Regions from separate parts of the Zea mays genome. Here region 1 is linked to region 2. The links are chromatin contacts, called in public Hi-C maps. All regions are on one chromosome and are shown on one strand. The core of a region is the stretch at or near the end of the contact, and the rest is flanking DNA. Distances in the headings are between cores, read along the strand shown. Region 1 holds the start of LOC541861 (kinesin-like protein KIN-5C). Region 2 holds the start of LOC100274680.

Evidence for each region. Hi-C and Micro-C count contacts between places; a contact is called where the count stands out from the background.
Region 1: a Hi-C map of ear shows a contact between it and region 2, with 2.9 times the contacts expected there. The contact joins the promoter of LOC541861 here to the promoter of LOC100274680 in region 2. A contact is called at or near these places in 2 of 25 Hi-C or Micro-C datasets (ear and tassel).

The regions. Positions count from the first base shown.
Region 1 is chr4:54,354,695-54,358,271 of Zm-B73-REFERENCE-NAM-5.0, forward strand. LOC541861 (kinesin-like protein KIN-5C) reads left to right here and starts at 2,110. Exons shown (of 20, transcript NM_001349555.1): 1 at 2,110-2,260; 2 at 2,342-2,697; 3 at 2,777-2,915; 4 at 3,019-3,116; 5 at 3,196-3,352. The coding sequence starts at 2,234.
Region 2 is chr4:53,784,190-53,787,588 of Zm-B73-REFERENCE-NAM-5.0, forward strand. It overlaps LOC100274680, which reads right to left and starts at 1,807. Exons shown (of 10, transcript NM_001148999.2): 1 at 1,669-1,807; 2 at 1,329-1,360. The coding sequence starts at 1,748.

The sequences.
Region 1 (3,577 bases), core at 860-3,359, 570 kb after region 2:
AAAATCTGATGGATCTAATATACACAAGCTTATGCTCCATGACAATATTGATCTGCGTCGTGCTGCTCCTATTGCTCGCACTAATCCCAGAGCAGGCTGTGGATCTCACGGTGCACGGTGGCGTAGGGATGGGAGACAAGAAAGTTTGTGGCGTCGGGATCGTTGAAGCCATCGTAGATGCCGACGAACACCTAGCCCTGCTCTTTGGACACCACGATATAGACGCGGTCCTCGCCAGCCTTCCCCTGCACCCACTGCAGCCCAGCAAAACTAACGCCACAGGTGGCGGCGGCATTGACCGAGCCGAGATCCGTAGGCGCGCGACCGCCGTGCGAGAGTCTCCGGCGAAGCACGAGTACAACGCCTCCCATGCGGTCGGATATGGTGGCGCCAGGGATCCGGGGGCGCGGCGGAGGCTGGGTCCACACGCAGGATCCGGGGGCGAGGGCTCAGTGCGGGCACGACTCGGGCTGGGTTAACACACGGGCGGGCGGGCGGGCGCGAGATCGGGGGCGCCATCCATGCCGGTCATCCATGCACGAGATCCGGGGGCGGGGGCTCGGCGGGGGCATGGCTAGGGCTGGGTTCACGCGTGGGCGTGCTCGAGATCAGGGGAGGGGGCACGACGGTCCGCGGGCGTGGGAGAGAGCACGACGGGGCACATAGGGTGCAGACGCCGCAGGACACGGGGGAGCGCGGTCGGGGCGGTGGCTCGTGAGACGGAGGCGACGGGGGCATGGTAAAGCATTGTGAACGTTCACATTGAGTCCTTATAGAGTAGTACAGATTTACAAAGTAGAGGGGAGACAGAGAAATATCAAAACGACGCACGACCCCACTAACAGGCCTATTGGGCCGAGCCCAGTTCACACACGTTGAGGGCTGCCTATCCAACGGCTCATAGCATAAATCTGACGCACCTGCTGTCGCAACCCCCAAAAGTTCGAATTCTCCCTCTTCCCGACCCGCACCCGCTCCTCAGTCCTCCCCCTCTTGATGCAGATATTTTGAAATCTAAGCCACCGCAGCCCGCCCGTCCAGCGCTGCTCTCCGCCGTCGCTTGCGCCATGTCGTCGCGACATGACAAGGAGAAGTCGGTGAACGTACAGGTTCTCCTCCGCTGCAGGTACTTGCCACGGGCAGCCGTCGATTTCTCACTCCCTCTCTCTCGCGCGCAGTCGGTTTCAGCCCCCACACCCCAGATCCGCCGCCCTTTGATCCCCGCGTGGTTGCTTCCGCAGGCCCTTCAGCGATGATGAGCTCCGGAACAACGCGCCGCAGGTCATCACCTGCAACGATTACCAGCGGGAGGTCGCCGTCACGCAGAACATCGCCGGGAAGCAGTTCGATCGGGTCTACGCCTTCGACAAGGTCTGCTGCCCTCTACCTCGTTTCTGACCACGTGATGTGGGAGTTTCAGTGACTGGATGCGTTTCCCCCACCCCATTGATGCTTGCATTTGTTTTTACGGCGATGTGGCTGTGGCTAGTTCTATTTCAGTGTGACCAGTTTAAAATTAGTGAATGATTGGCGAATCCCCACCAGTATTCTATTGTGTTTGTTCCCCTGGTTCATTCTGGGGGGACATTTAATATCTATGGCTGCTTAACAATGAGACCGGTTGCTTGCATCCAAACAAGCTCAATTTGCAGTGCAAGTGTTTAGCTTGTGAATTCAAACAATATTGTTTGACTATAATACTCTTGCTTAATGTGGAACACTCGTAATAAGCACCTGTTCAGGCTGTTCTGCACGTTTTAATTATGCTAGTATAGGCAATCATGTTAAGTTACTATCAAAAGCTTGGGCAATTCACTTATTATATTTTAACACCCTCTCATGTCTAACGTCTCTTGAGTCTCAGATGTGAAATAGGAGCGCACAACAATTTTTTTATTTTAATTGTGCTAATCAGGATTTGAACTCATGACTTTTGGGTGACTTTGATATCATATTAAGTTGCATGTACTTAAGCTGATAGGAAGAGGGCAATTCACTTATCTTATATTTCAACGGCTAGTGCAAGCCGCGCCACAGCTTTACTTTGTTTCAGGTTTGGCTGCCAGGTGCTGAACTGTAACATGCAGTGCCCTATTCCCAGGTTTTTGGACCGACAGCAAAGCAGAAGGAATTGTATGACCAGGCCATTATTCCTATTGTAAATGAGGTTTTAGAGGGATTTAATTGCACCATATTTGCGTATGGCCAGACAGGCACTGGAAAAACATACACCATGGAAGGCGAGTGCAGGAGAGCCAAGGCAAGTCTGCTGTTTTTTATGACTATTATGGTTCCTGGTTGTCTCATTCGCTGGTCACCGATTATGCAAGAATGCTTGCAGAGTGGACCGAAGGGTCAATTACCTGCAGACGCTGGAGTTATACCTCGGGCAGTGAAGCAAATCTTTGATACCCTGGAGAGGCAGAACACCGAGTACAGTGTTAAGATCACGTTCCTTGAGCTGTACAATGAGGAAATTACAGATCTTCTTGCTCCTGAAGAGATATCTAAGGCTGCATTTGAGGATAAACAGAAGAAAGCCTTACCTCTTAATCTTATGGAGGATGGGAAGGGTGGAGTTCTTGTTCGAGGTCTCGAGGAAGAAATTGTTACGAACGCGAGTGAAATATTCTCTCTGTTAGAAAGGGGGTCTGCAAAACGCCGCACTGCAGAGACATTACTGAACAAGCAATCTAGGTCAATCTCAGCCAGTCTTCTTTTGAACTATACCGCTACAACAAACTTTATGTGCTCATTACTACTTTTAACATTTTAGCCGGTCCCACTCTCTATTCTCAATCACTATTCACATAAAAGAGGCAACCCCTGAAGGAGAAGAGCTGATAAAATGCGGGAAGTTAAATCTAGTTGACTTGGCTGGGTCCGAGAACATCTCTCGTTCTGGAGCTAAGGAGGTATTGTATTGTGGAACAAGCTTGAATGCTACTTTTAAATACCTTCATCTCTTAGCATCAATAATATTCTATTCTGAAGTAATGCACTTCCTCTTGACTATAGGGCCGTGCAAGGGAGGCTGGCGAAATTAATAAAAGCTTGCTTACTCTGGGTCGTGTGATTACGGCATTGGTCGAACACCTTGGACATGTTCCTTACAGGTAAGCGGCAGTTGATCATGTAGGTGCAGATACAATAATTGCCGCTTGTTACCTTGCTGAAAGTTCTCCTATCTTTCAGGGACAGCAAACTCACAAGATTGCTGCGTGATTCATTAGGAGGAAGAACAAAGACTTGTATTATCGCTACTGTTTCACCCTCTGTGCATTGTCTCGAAGAAACCCTGAGTACATTGGATTATGCTCACCGGGCAAAGAGCATTAAGAACAGGCCTGAGGTGATATGGCTTCACTTTCTCAGTTTACAACCTTCGTAGTTTCCTTATTCTCGAAGCTATGACTGAAAATGTCAATTGAAAAATAACCTTGTGAACTTATTAGCTCTAACGTTTGTGATTGGATACTGGATACATATGGAAATGTTCTTATTAGATGGCATGCATTTTACTAGGTTGAAGCTGTCGAAGTGTATAAGTGGATTCTACCTCTTTCATTAGCTTAAT
Region 2 (3,399 bases), core at 557-3,056:
AAGTTACATGGCTTCCCCTATTGCCGGGTGAGCTGCCCATCCACACGTTTCACCGGCGCAAGGAGCGAGAGAGATAGAGAGCACTAGAGCAGAGACTTGCTTAAGACGCTACTACAGAAAAACCTTCATTGGCAGTTATTCCAATGAAGTTCCCGAATACAACATAATCACAAAGAACGACGGTCATGAGAGCTCCAGTTATGTCAGTGACCCACCTTCATTGGCAGAGGGTGCCTTGATTACAACAACGCGACCTGATCGTGTTGAACTAAAAGACTTGAGAAGCGGGGGCTGGATCATCCGGAAAAATGTCCTTTATGTGAGCAGGAGAGGGAGACAATTGACCATCTGCTTGTGAATTGCGTTTTCTCAAGAGAATGTTGGTTCCTCCTTCTAAGGCAATTCGGGCTGCAGGGTTTGGCCCCCCAACCAACGGATATTAATTTTATGGAGTGGTGGCATCAAGCAAATGAAGCTATTCAGGGGTCCTTCAGAGATGGCCTAAACTCCCTCATTATGCTGGGCGCTTGGATTTTGTGGAATCATCGGAACAGATGCATCTTTGATGGCCTTTCCCCTAATGTTGCTAATTTCCTAATCCATGTGGGGGATGAGCGCCGTCTGTGGGAGACTGCCGGGGCCAAGGGGTTGACATCCCTTGTTGCCTCCCTCTCTCATGTAGCCTAGAGTTTTATAGATGAGTCAGTCTATGCTAGTTTCGTTCAGGCCGCCGTAAGGCGTCAGTTGTACCCCGGTTTATTTTAGACCTTGTTTATTTCTTCTTTTAATAGAATGATACGCAGCTCTCCTGCATGTTCGAGAAAAAAAAACTTTAGTCAGGAGAACCAAACACCCCCTAATAACTTGTCTCATTGCATCAATACCTTGACATTGTATCTGCTTGGTTGTACTATACAAGACCACTCAATGTACATACAAATCATTGGGATTCTGGGAAACAGTAAGCAGTGTAGAAAGGTAACAGGTAATCACACAGAAATGTGTCTAGGCTTCCAAACTTTCAAAAGGAAAGAAGAGAGCAGTGAAAGGAATGTTATTCCTTTGTGGCTTTGTCCTTCGAGGAGGAAGGTTCTTTTTCGAACCGCACAGCAAGGGGTATAGCTTCGTGTAATAACTTGGCGCCTTGCATTAATACCCTGGCATTCTATCTACTTTTCTACACCACAAGACCACTCCATGAACATGCAGGTCACCGCGGGAGAGAGCAGCAAGCAAAAAGTGTAGAAAGGCCCAAGGTAAAGACAGAGATGTGTAAGCAACGCAAGTGTAAAAAGAAAGGCCGAGGGTAAGCAGATAGAGATATGTACCTTCGGAATCCCATGAGATTGCCACAGCGGGCCTGCACGATGGCAAAGAAAACAAAGCTCAAACACATAAAAAGCCGAAGAAATCTATATTTGCCATGACAGCAAACACAACAACGGCGACACAGCGGTTTCTGGTCTAGCGGGGGAATCCTATCACGGCAAACAACAACTGCACGAACTTTTTCGCATCTAATGGCTGAATAAGTAAAAAAACTACTACAATCGTGCACCCTCATAGCGAATTTCACCAGAGAAAAAGGTAAGCAACTGAACAGTAAAATCCCCGTCCAGGGGGGGGGGGGGGGGGGGGGGGGGGGGGGGGGGGTGGGCAACAACGAACTTGAGACGGAGATCCCCGTCCAGTAGATCGGAGGCATCGGGTCCTAAAGGAACCGGAGGCGAAGCGGCGGCGGCGGCCATCAAACGATTCCAATCTTACAACCGGTAGCCGTCGGTTGGGCGAGGGTGGATGACAGGATGAGGGAAGGTTGGGCGGAAGGGTCAGACTTCAGAGAAAGTCATTATGTCCGATGAAGCTCTGCTGTGTGGACCCACGGTTAACCATCTCGTTTATCCCGATTTCCCGCTTCCTATCCAGAAAAAAAAACGAAAACTGCTGAACGGTTTGGGCTTTCAAATTTAAAAAAAAAAATCCGTCAAAACGCGCCTATATCGAGCGTTTTCGGTTAAACCTTGTTTATTTTTGAAAAATAAAAAATGACATAATTTGTTTGTAATCGGTTGATTGTATGATGCACACTGAATAATAATAGATTCACACAACATTTGATCACTAAAATCGCATACACCTTACATATGCAAATTTGAATTCATATAAAGTTTTTGCACAACACATAATTCCACATATGTCGAATGATGAAGTATCCACGTATTCAGATTGAGCCATAATATTCAAGCATGCTAGAAGCATTCGGGTATAGCCTCATTCAATATACAATGATCATATACAAAGATATGAAATATAATCAGCAAAAAAACATGAATGACATTTGTTGGGGTGAAGGCTAAACATGACCTCGATCAACGACACGAAGGCTCGACCCCTCGATCAACGACACGAAGGCTCGACCCCTTATTTTAACTAACCATACTTGTACAAGATCACGGGCGACCGGGGCCTACGCTATGTAGCAACTTCGACGAGGCCTTCGACTTAGCACCTAATGATCGATTGTAACCCAAAATCCTATTTTTGGATTTATAAGAGTTATCCAAAAGATTAAGAATTAAAGTGAGTCCTAATAAGGGTTCCTCATTTTTTTAATTTATCTTCTCTTGAAGTGAATAGATGGCGATACAAAAAATGTTGTTAGAGATAGACCCTAAAAATTTTAAAACTAGAGGTTAATTTCTCAATACAGGAAAAAAAAAACATAATACGAGGAAGTCTTCAACCCATTTGCTAACATGAAGAATTCTCTCTCATGAGCTAAATAATTAAAAATATTTTAAAAACATTTTAATTAATGTAACCCTTGATAAAAGTCATATGCTAAGGTCCTCTAAAAGTAGATAAGAATGGGATATTCATTTTGAATTAATTTACAATTGTAGCCCACACACAAAATACTATATTCCTATAAAGAATAGTGTATGTGTTCCATAGTTTAAACATTTGCTTAAATGAATAATTAACCTAGAAAATAAACATGACTTGCATATCATGTTGGGTTCTTTATATGTTGCATATAATCTGGATATTTTTTGAATCAACTCATATTTACATTGGAATTTCAGAATTTGAAAAGTAAGAAAATCAGGAAATAGAAATAAGAAAAAAGAATGAACTAAGCTGATTCGGCCCAAGTTCCTCATCTCGGCCCAGTTCAAGTCACCACCCGCGAGGCCCACTATTCCCCCACCGTCCCTACCTTCTTCCACTGCCACGTGGGGCCCGCTGGATAGCCGCTCGGTCAGCTTCTCTGTCGCCCGCACGCGCATCATCACCTGGGCCACTGCTGGTGCTGGCTCGCTGGTCAGTCCTATGTGTACATTCGGACCGCCCAACCCGGCCCGGCCCAAGCCCGAAAAAGTCTGTATTGTTTGAATT